2 separate regions of the Pan troglodytes genome follow, and region 1 is linked to region 2. The links are chromatin contacts, called in public Hi-C maps. All regions are on one chromosome and are shown on one strand. The core of a region is the stretch at or near the end of the contact, and the rest is flanking DNA. Distances in the headings are between cores, read along the strand shown. Region 1 overlaps HMCN1 (hemicentin 1). Region 2 has its middle 91 kb from the start of PRG4.

Evidence for each region. Hi-C and Micro-C count contacts between places; a contact is called where the count stands out from the background.
Region 1: a contact with region 2 is called in a Hi-C map of induced pluripotent stem cells, with 2.3 times the contacts expected there. The contact joins two enhancer-like sites. A contact is called at or near these places in 3 of 7 Hi-C or Micro-C datasets (blood, induced pluripotent stem cells and stem cell-derived neural progenitor cells) and 1 of 1 other capture datasets (stem cell-derived neural stem cells).

The regions. Positions count from the first base shown.
Region 1 is chr1:63,287,208-63,291,429 of NHGRI_mPanTro3-v2.0_pri, forward strand. The region is part of intron 2 of HMCN1 (hemicentin 1); the gene reads right to left. Among named protein-coding and RNA genes, the nearest start is that of HMCN1, 130 kb to the right of the region's middle. Within about 2 kb of position 1,899, at least 1 of the 24 cell types and tissues checked has an H3K27ac peak or open chromatin away from gene starts, as enhancers often do. A contact at or near this core is called in induced pluripotent stem cells, where this site is marked.
Region 2 is chr1:62,889,263-62,893,572 of NHGRI_mPanTro3-v2.0_pri, forward strand. No RefSeq gene overlaps it. Among named protein-coding and RNA genes, the nearest start is that of PRG4, 91 kb to the left of the region's middle. Within about 2 kb of position 3,044, at least 2 of the 24 cell types and tissues checked have an H3K27ac peak or open chromatin away from gene starts, as enhancers often do. A contact at or near this core is called in induced pluripotent stem cells, where this site is marked.

The DNA.
Region 1 (4,222 bases), core at 649-3,148, 400 kb after region 2:
TATTCATTCATTGATGTACAATATTAATTGAGCAACTATTATGGGGCCAAGTCCCATGTCAGGCTCTGAAAAGCAGAACTGAGTAAGGCAGACATGGAGTTTACAGTGCAGCTGAGGAACAAAAGTTGAACAAGTATCTATTTAGGTAGTCACTATCACTTCAATCAGATGCAATCAGGAAGTCCTCTCATGAGAAAACATGTGAAAACTGTACTCATGTACATGTGTAGAGAAAACTTATAATAATTATCTTTGTAAAACAGTATTATAAATTTGGAAACTTTATGCTATATATTTTCTCCCTTACATAAAAAAATTAGGTCTCATTTCCATCTTATTGAGCATGACGCATATCAATGAGGGGAATGTGTGTGGGGGGGTTTGCAAACATATGTATGTATATTCCAAGCAAGTGTCAATATTGAGATAATTTAAGAACCAAAAAGCAATCTGCTGGATAACTAAATTGCCAGAATCATTTTTAATATTTTCTGTCAATTATTCAGTTTTCAATTATTCTAACTTGATGTACAAACATATAAATTGTTTCAAAAGTCTAATATCTGTGCTAAATATTTACCTTTAAAACCTCATAAGAGGTGGGCTTTGTACATGTGAAGCAGATCATACTTACAATTTTCACTTCTCAGATCCCAAATATTATGTTATATAATGAATCGATAACCAGAGAATGTGAAAAAGCTAAAAGGCATTTCAAATAAGAAATCCATTTAATTTTTCTTAAAGTCTCATATGACACTTTTTTTGTTAAAGAAACAGGTCCAATAAGTCAAAATCATATTCATTTTTTTCAAGTCAAGTAGCTTTTAAGATGATGCAGTCTCTTGTGTATGTATTTTCCGTTGATTTGAATGTGTTACATTTCTCAATCAAACATGCCAAAATAACACTAAAATCAGTGTTTTAGTAAAAAGATATTTATCAATAGGAAATCAGTCAAATAACCTAGACAGGCCACAGAAGCAATCTGCTTCCTTTTTATAATCACTTATATCTTGCCCTAAAAAAAAAATCAACAACATACTATTAAGCGGATACAAACTTTTAATGTTGACCATCTTCAAAAACTATATGCTACTTAGAGATTAGCTGACTGGGTAAGTTAAAGCTGAGTACTCTAAAACTCTAATTGAGAGGATCTGCCTTAAGTTGAAAGGAAACTATCTTCATAAACATTGCTAATGTCTGTCTCCAGTTTTCTATAACATCATAATTCTTAAGAAAATGCCCTAGACAGTAGTTCACCTCATTAATTGAGACAATCTCAAAATATCTGAAGTGTACTAAAAAGAAAAATGTGCAAAAATAATGTCAAGAAAGAAGGTCCATAGTTAGGTTAGTTATATGTTCAGCATTTCATTTAATCTTTTTGCTAAAACAATCCAATGAAGGCACATGCATATGTATATACATATGTGTATTTTTTTTTAGAGCAAGGGAAAGAGAAATAAGACTGCCTTTTCTTTCTTTCCAGTCTCCTAGCTTAAAAACCAGATCCATGAGAAAAATGGCTTATACCAACAAATCCACACACCTCCTTTTTTTTTTCTTTTTCTTTTTCAAGAGACAGGGTCTTGCTCTCTCACCCAGGCTGGAGCACAGTGGTGCAATGGTGTGATCATAGCTCAACTTCCTGTGCCTAAGCAATCCTTCCCACCTCCGCCTCCCAAGCAGCTGGGACTTACAGGCATATGACACTGCATCTGGCTAACTTTAAAATTCATTTTTTTTTTTTAGAGCTGAGGTCTCACTATGTTGCCCAGGCTAGTCCTCACACTTTTATGAGAATCACCTGTTTCAAGTAGACTGTGATGTGGAGAACAGTACATATCATGGCCCTATATCAATGTATTAAGTTCAGTTAATGGAGCACAGTGGAGGGCAGGGCACGCATTTCTTTGTGGAGGCTGTGTAAGAGAATCTACCCTGTCCCTCTAATAGCCCTTGTTTTTCAAATTGAGAGCATACAATGACTTTTTCTCTTCAACCGTTTTTCTCAAAATTCTGTAAGACCACTCCTATCTTAAGTCCTATATGTAAGGACATGTAGACATGAAAGAGACTAAAACTCTCAGATACACAAAAAATTTCAGATTGAATATCAGGACAAATGAAAAACATTTCATGCAAACTTAACTTGTTTGAGAGATTGGGGGTGTGGGATGGGTTTGTTTTTTAATAAGCAAATGCAGATGTTGAAGGAAAAATGTTTAGATTTTTGACACTGTTCTTTGCTAACAGAATTGCCAAATGTTTTCCATAAGCAATGTTGAAATGTCTGAATTTTTTTATAAAACCATCACCCAGCTGAACTTTGAAAAATGAAATTTACTGATTTACTGTGAATAAGCTTGCATATTTAATATTTCAGATTAACATTTTTATACAACTTTTATTTTCCAGGCACTTAATAAATTTTAATCATTATGGGAAGAATTTATGGTCTTCCTGTGTTGTGCACATGTGAGATACACACACACACACACACACACAAAGTTGATATTTATTTAGTTGTCACTCTTTAGGAACATAGTTAATGTTGTACATAAACTGATTGTGGGATTAAATCGAGTCCATTTTACTACATGCAGCAGTTTGGATTCATCTTAATGTCATGTGAAAAACTACCTATGTTCAGATATTCACTGTCAAATCAGAAAAAATATTCAAAGAGCAAAACATTCATGTAGCTTTTCTTATAACTGAGTTTCACTTTCAGTCATTAATGTGATATCTGTGAATCTTTTTACTGGGTGGAATTTTCTTCCTTTTAAACTTAAAATATTCATTGATTATATTTGACAAGTTTCACTTCAATCTCTTCCCAGGGTCTGTATGCAAAATACAAAATTGTCCCAATCATTAAGGGAAACTAAATTTAGCTATAACACATTTTCCCTATTAAAGCTACGAACTCACTGATCAATGGAAAAAATGACAGATGAAAGAGACTAGATTGGATTATTTAATTGCAGAATATGTCTCCTCCTCGTTCTATTTAATAGTGTGATGAAGGCTTAAATAAGTTTGACTCTCTCCTGTTTTGTAGAGATATAACCAAAGTGTTAAAAGATTATTTTGCAGTTACCAATAATTCCTGAGAAGAGTGGCAATGATCGGTTTGTTTATTCAAGTGTTTATTTCCTCACCTTTAATCATTCCACTAAAAAAGACTAATGAGTAGGGCCAAAGAGATCTCAGAATACAGAATAAATATTGATACCAAAAAGAAAAATAATACTAAAAGGATGACCTAAACCCTGCAACAAACATTTTGGAGTTTCCAGTAGGTAGTGATGAGAATTTGAATTGTTTCAAAAAGTATCTTAAGCCTTTCAGAGTGGCAGTAGTGACAAAATAAATCACTAAATCTGGTAAGTGTAGACCAGACCTAAATACGTTTGAAGTACCTCCTCCCTGACTGATCCCATATATCAAAAAGTATGTTATATCATACTATATCATACCTATATATCAAAAAGTATGTTAAGATACTACTTACTATTATTTCCAGGAGTGCCACTGTACAAAGGGCAAGGATCACCTTTTGTCAATACTGTTTTCCTGTCTTCATCACTTTACTGAATACAAGATGCACAGTAGGAATTTCAGAAATATTAATTTTATATATATATTATGCCTAGAAATTTCTAGTGATATATATATGTAATCACATGTATATATCACATATATGCACATACTATATGTTATAGTATACATAATGCCCAGGAATGTCTAGTGATGTATATATAATCACATGTATGTTGTGTGTGTGTGTATACAAATTCATTGTTAATGGAATGGAGACAAAGAAAACGTATTTTATTAATTACAAAATTATCTCAAAGATTCCTACTAATAAAGCATATTAAGAGTTATTTCAAAGTTAAAATTCTTGGGGAAAACTGCCAAAATCTGTTTTCCAGAAAATGACCTTAGTCTCCAGCCCAGTCTGTAAAATGGGGTTTTTACTATGGTGAAGGAAAATACTTGGCCTCTTTCTCATTCTTAGACATATGTTAGGAATGAAAGAGACGTTAATAAAGTGCTTATATGTCCTTTGGGAGAAAAGTACTACACCGAATACTATCATTAGGTAAGTCGAAATATAATTTGACCAAAGGTAATTACCCATTTGGATCCTTTGGCTCTGCATCACAAAGGAGGGTGGGTAAAGTAACCTTGAACAAGTGGTCTGGTA
Region 2 (4,310 bases), core at 1,794-4,293:
AGTGTAACCAAAAATGAATTAATTAGGACATGCTTTCTTAAGTGGCACAGAGCCTGAGATGGGACCTAAGTACTTGGTCAGACTTTAAAGTTATCACTCCTGCTTTCTGGACCTCAGCTTCCTCATATGTACAATCATCTCCACACTTTCCAGCTTGAAAACTAATAACATGTGTGACAAACTAGAGTAACCAACAATTCTGATGTGGGGGCCTTTGATTAGGGGCAGAGATTAGGACAGGCTGAAACAAGCTCTACTGTTTGGCACATTAGGACCTGCAAATAAACTGTAGTGCATCCTCATTTCCCTACTGGAGTAGACATACCAACAGTCCCTCTGTCTTGTTGTTTGTGACTCATACTTCAAGGTTGGTTTAAACCCAACATCTGAAGCAACCACTAAAAGATGGAAGAACTGTAGAAGCAGCAGTTTCTTTTCAAAGAGACTGCTAGGCAAAAAGTCAAGTTCAGTCTGCAGGTCTGGTGATTGTTTCTGCTGCATATCAAAAGATGCTTATTTTTAATTTCCATATCATGTCGCCAAAGAGGTAATAATAACGAAGTGTTATTCTGTAAAGGAACAGCCCCGCCTCAAATGCATGTCCTTCTTTGATCCAACCAAGCCAGATGATAGTTATTTTGCTGTCAAGAGAGCAATGACAAAAGGCCAGCCAAGCTGCAATGTTTTAGCTGGGTGTGTGTCAACTGAGGACAGATGCCTGGGCCTCTTCGAACTAGAGGCTGGGAAGGCTCAGTTTCATTTGTTCAGAATCCAGATATAACAATTAGTACTGAAAAATCAGCTTATGGGATCAAAGCTCCCAGGGTGTGAGAAAGATTAAAGTGTCTCTTTGTTTTTACCTTTAGTCTGTGGAACAGTATCCTGCAGGCAGGAAGCTGAACGGATACAGAGAACCATTACTTCTTGTTCATTGTCTTTCTCATCTGCTTTGAATGAAAGCTGGTTTTTGTGCTACCTGGGAATAAAGCTACTTATCTTTCTTTTCTTTTTTTTTGGAAACATTTTCCTAGGGTGCAATCATCAGATAATTTGAGTTGTACTTTATTTCAAAGTGAAATAAAAAATTGCAAGAAAGATAGAACACCATTTATCTTGATAGTGTCAATTTAGCAAGTTGTATCCTCGCTTTTAATCTTACTTAATAACAAGTACTTGGGAACTTTGCCTGCCTAGTGTAATGGCATTCTGAATGCTGCCAAGTGCTCTATTTCCTACTGCAATTCTTCCACCAGAGCGATGTTGGTACCTTTGATCTCAGACCAGGAATGAGAATTCGTATGAAGACAAACCTTCATGTTCAGTTGTAGTATGGACCATGTTGGCCTTTCAATGGCCAGGTTCAGGCTTTGTGTGAGAAGCAATGGTTAAGCAACCTCAATTTCCCAAGGGAATTACATTTTGAGCCAGTCAGTCCTGATTTTCTGGTTCTAGGAAGGCCACCTCTGGTCTCCTGAACCCCTTGCTAAGGCTGAAACTCATCAGACCCCACCATCTAAGAGAAGGGCATTTGCTCATATTGCCTTAAAGAAAACAAATGAACTCTATCATAAACAATCCATTCCTAAATTTCCTATAACAATCCTCAATTTAGGATAAGGACTAACTTCCTAGAGTGGGTGTCACTGAGTTCAGCCTTTCAGCTTCTCGCAAAACAAATGCTGTTTCACATTACTCTGGAATAAAGTCATAACTTCCTAAAAGAATTTACGGGAAGCTTCATATTTTTGTGTCTGCTCTATTCTCCAGGCTTCTAGCCATATGGAACTGCTCACTCACCTCTGAATCTAATGGTCTCTGTGGAGAATGACTTTTCCCCACTGATGTGTTTCCTGCCCCTTCCCCTTTCTTGCCGCCTGGATAACACTCAGCCATTCATTGCACTGTGGGGCACAGAGGTTAAGAGCCCCGGGTAACCTGGTTCTACATCCAGGCTCTGCCATTTACTATCCATATTATGTTTGTGCAGATTACCTCACTTTTTATGCCTCTATTTATTTATTGGGGATAAATTACAGTATCTACATCAAGGGGTTTTCAAGCATGCGGTAACTAATTTGGGTAATATATGTAAGTCGTGTAGAATTGTGTCTGGCTCAATAAGAGTTAGCTAATATTATTATGATTCAGGTTTTCGCTTGGCTGCCACATTCCCCAGGGCCTTTTAGTCCTGGAGTAGTGCCCCTGAACATGCCCTACTTGCTGGTTCTTTTCCGTATTATATCACTTATCACACAGTATCGTGGTGTGGGAAAGAAGGCTATGCTGAGGTGAGCTAGAGTGGTCCTGTTTGTAGGTATGTAATACTGCCACCACAGAGTAATTATACTTCATCTTTTTTACCCTCTCCTATATTGAGTATTCCAGTCACTTAGACAATGCCCCTTAATCCTGTTTAGAAAAAAAAAGATGCAGCTTGCTGCCAGCACTCATTTAATTTTACATAAACATGCTCTTTGAGGCCGAAGGAAATCTGACTGATTTTCAATGTGAAAATAAAATATAAAAACTGTTCTTGTTCTAAAGAGAACTAACATCAGAATCATTTGGATCATCAGACTTGTCTATTTTGGAAAAATCGGATTCCTACAAAATCTTTGGCCAACAACTGTTCAAGAACCACGTTAATATGCATAGGAATGTTACATTTTCTAGGATCAGACATTTTCAGCAATTGAGAATTACTGTATTTTGTAAATGGGAATACCACTACTAGAAATGGAATGCTATGAATAGAATGATGTCTTTTGCTTCCAAAGTTGATATACTAGAGTGATGCAAAAATAATAGTAAAAGTGAGATATTTCGTGGCAAAGTTATCTCAGGGTAAATGCTGCAGCCGCAAGCACCACCAGTATTCTCAGGGTAAATGCAAAAAGGCTTAAATTTCCAAACCACGAACCCTCAAAGATACCACATAAAAAGTTTAGCTTTCAAAGGAGGAGAAGATGAAAACCATGCCTGTGAAACATCCCATCCTGTTCTTTCCTTACTGGGCCCATGGCACTTCTTTTTACATGCTAATTTACTGCTGTGAATCTGGGAAGCTGTTTCATTTCTTTGGCACATGTTACATTCTTCCCCCTGCCTCTCCCCCCACCCTCCCCAGTTTCTCTATACAAAAAGGATAGGATGCCTTGCGGAGTTCGTTCTGGTAGAATTCTACTTCTGTTGTAGATCTGTGTCCAGCATGGCCACACATGCAGTGATAAATATTCAGATGTGCAAAACACCCAGACAAGCACATGTCTCATTACATATCTTTTACTGATGCTCCTAATACCATTGTCCATATGTTGGAAATACCACAGGATACAACAAAATCTTGATCTGTTAGCAGCTATGGTCATCTGGTGCTAGTAAATCACTGTTTTTTCAGGCCCTGGACTTATTGGGAGTCAAGGGTCTGAGAGGCCCAACCATGACCACAGGAGAAAGATGAAGCCTTCAGCCACTCTTCCAAATGCTCTTCAGACACCAGGGAGTGAGGGAAAATTGACTGAACTTTTTGTTTGCCATCCCGATGTTTCTATGTACAGGTCCAATTTCTTCACTCTCACTTTATCTCCTAGGCAACAAAACAGCTGATCCATTTAGTAGCCACTCTTCCTTTCCTCATTAATTTTTTATTTTAGTCTTACTCTGTCCTCCCAAGCTCCTGCCTGTTCCTTTCAATTGTTAACTCTTTAACCAGTTCTAATACTGCAGTCCACACGTCCATGAGCATGAAAGTGTTAAATGAACATAATTGTAGCATGGTAGTCAATCAGCATTTTAAATTTCACTAGTGACAACTTTAGAGATCTTTGATGTGGATTCACAGATTCCAACATGAAGAGCTTCTGAGCAACTTTCAAGTGTCTTTAATACTCAACATAGAAGGTTTTTTTTTTCCTATGTAAAGCCAGGCACATCAATAAAACTCTCCTCAGTGACCCCCACTGTATTAGACATATGCATATTCACTCCTAGATTATCAAACATTTGTTCAGGCCTACTATATGCCAGGCACTGTGCCACTCCTGTAAGCACAGAAGATATATTACTAACAAATGCATTGGTATGGACTTGGAGGAAACATGTCAACAGTTACCATACACTGTTGTTGTGGACTGAATTGTGTCCCTAAATAACTCATATATTGAACCCCTAATGCCAATATATCAGAATGGAACTGTATTTGGAGATAGGGCCTTTAAAGAAGTGATTAAGTTAAAAACAAGGTCATTAGGGCAAGCCTTAATTCAGTCTGACTGGTGTCCTTATAAGATGGAAGATTTTGGACACACACA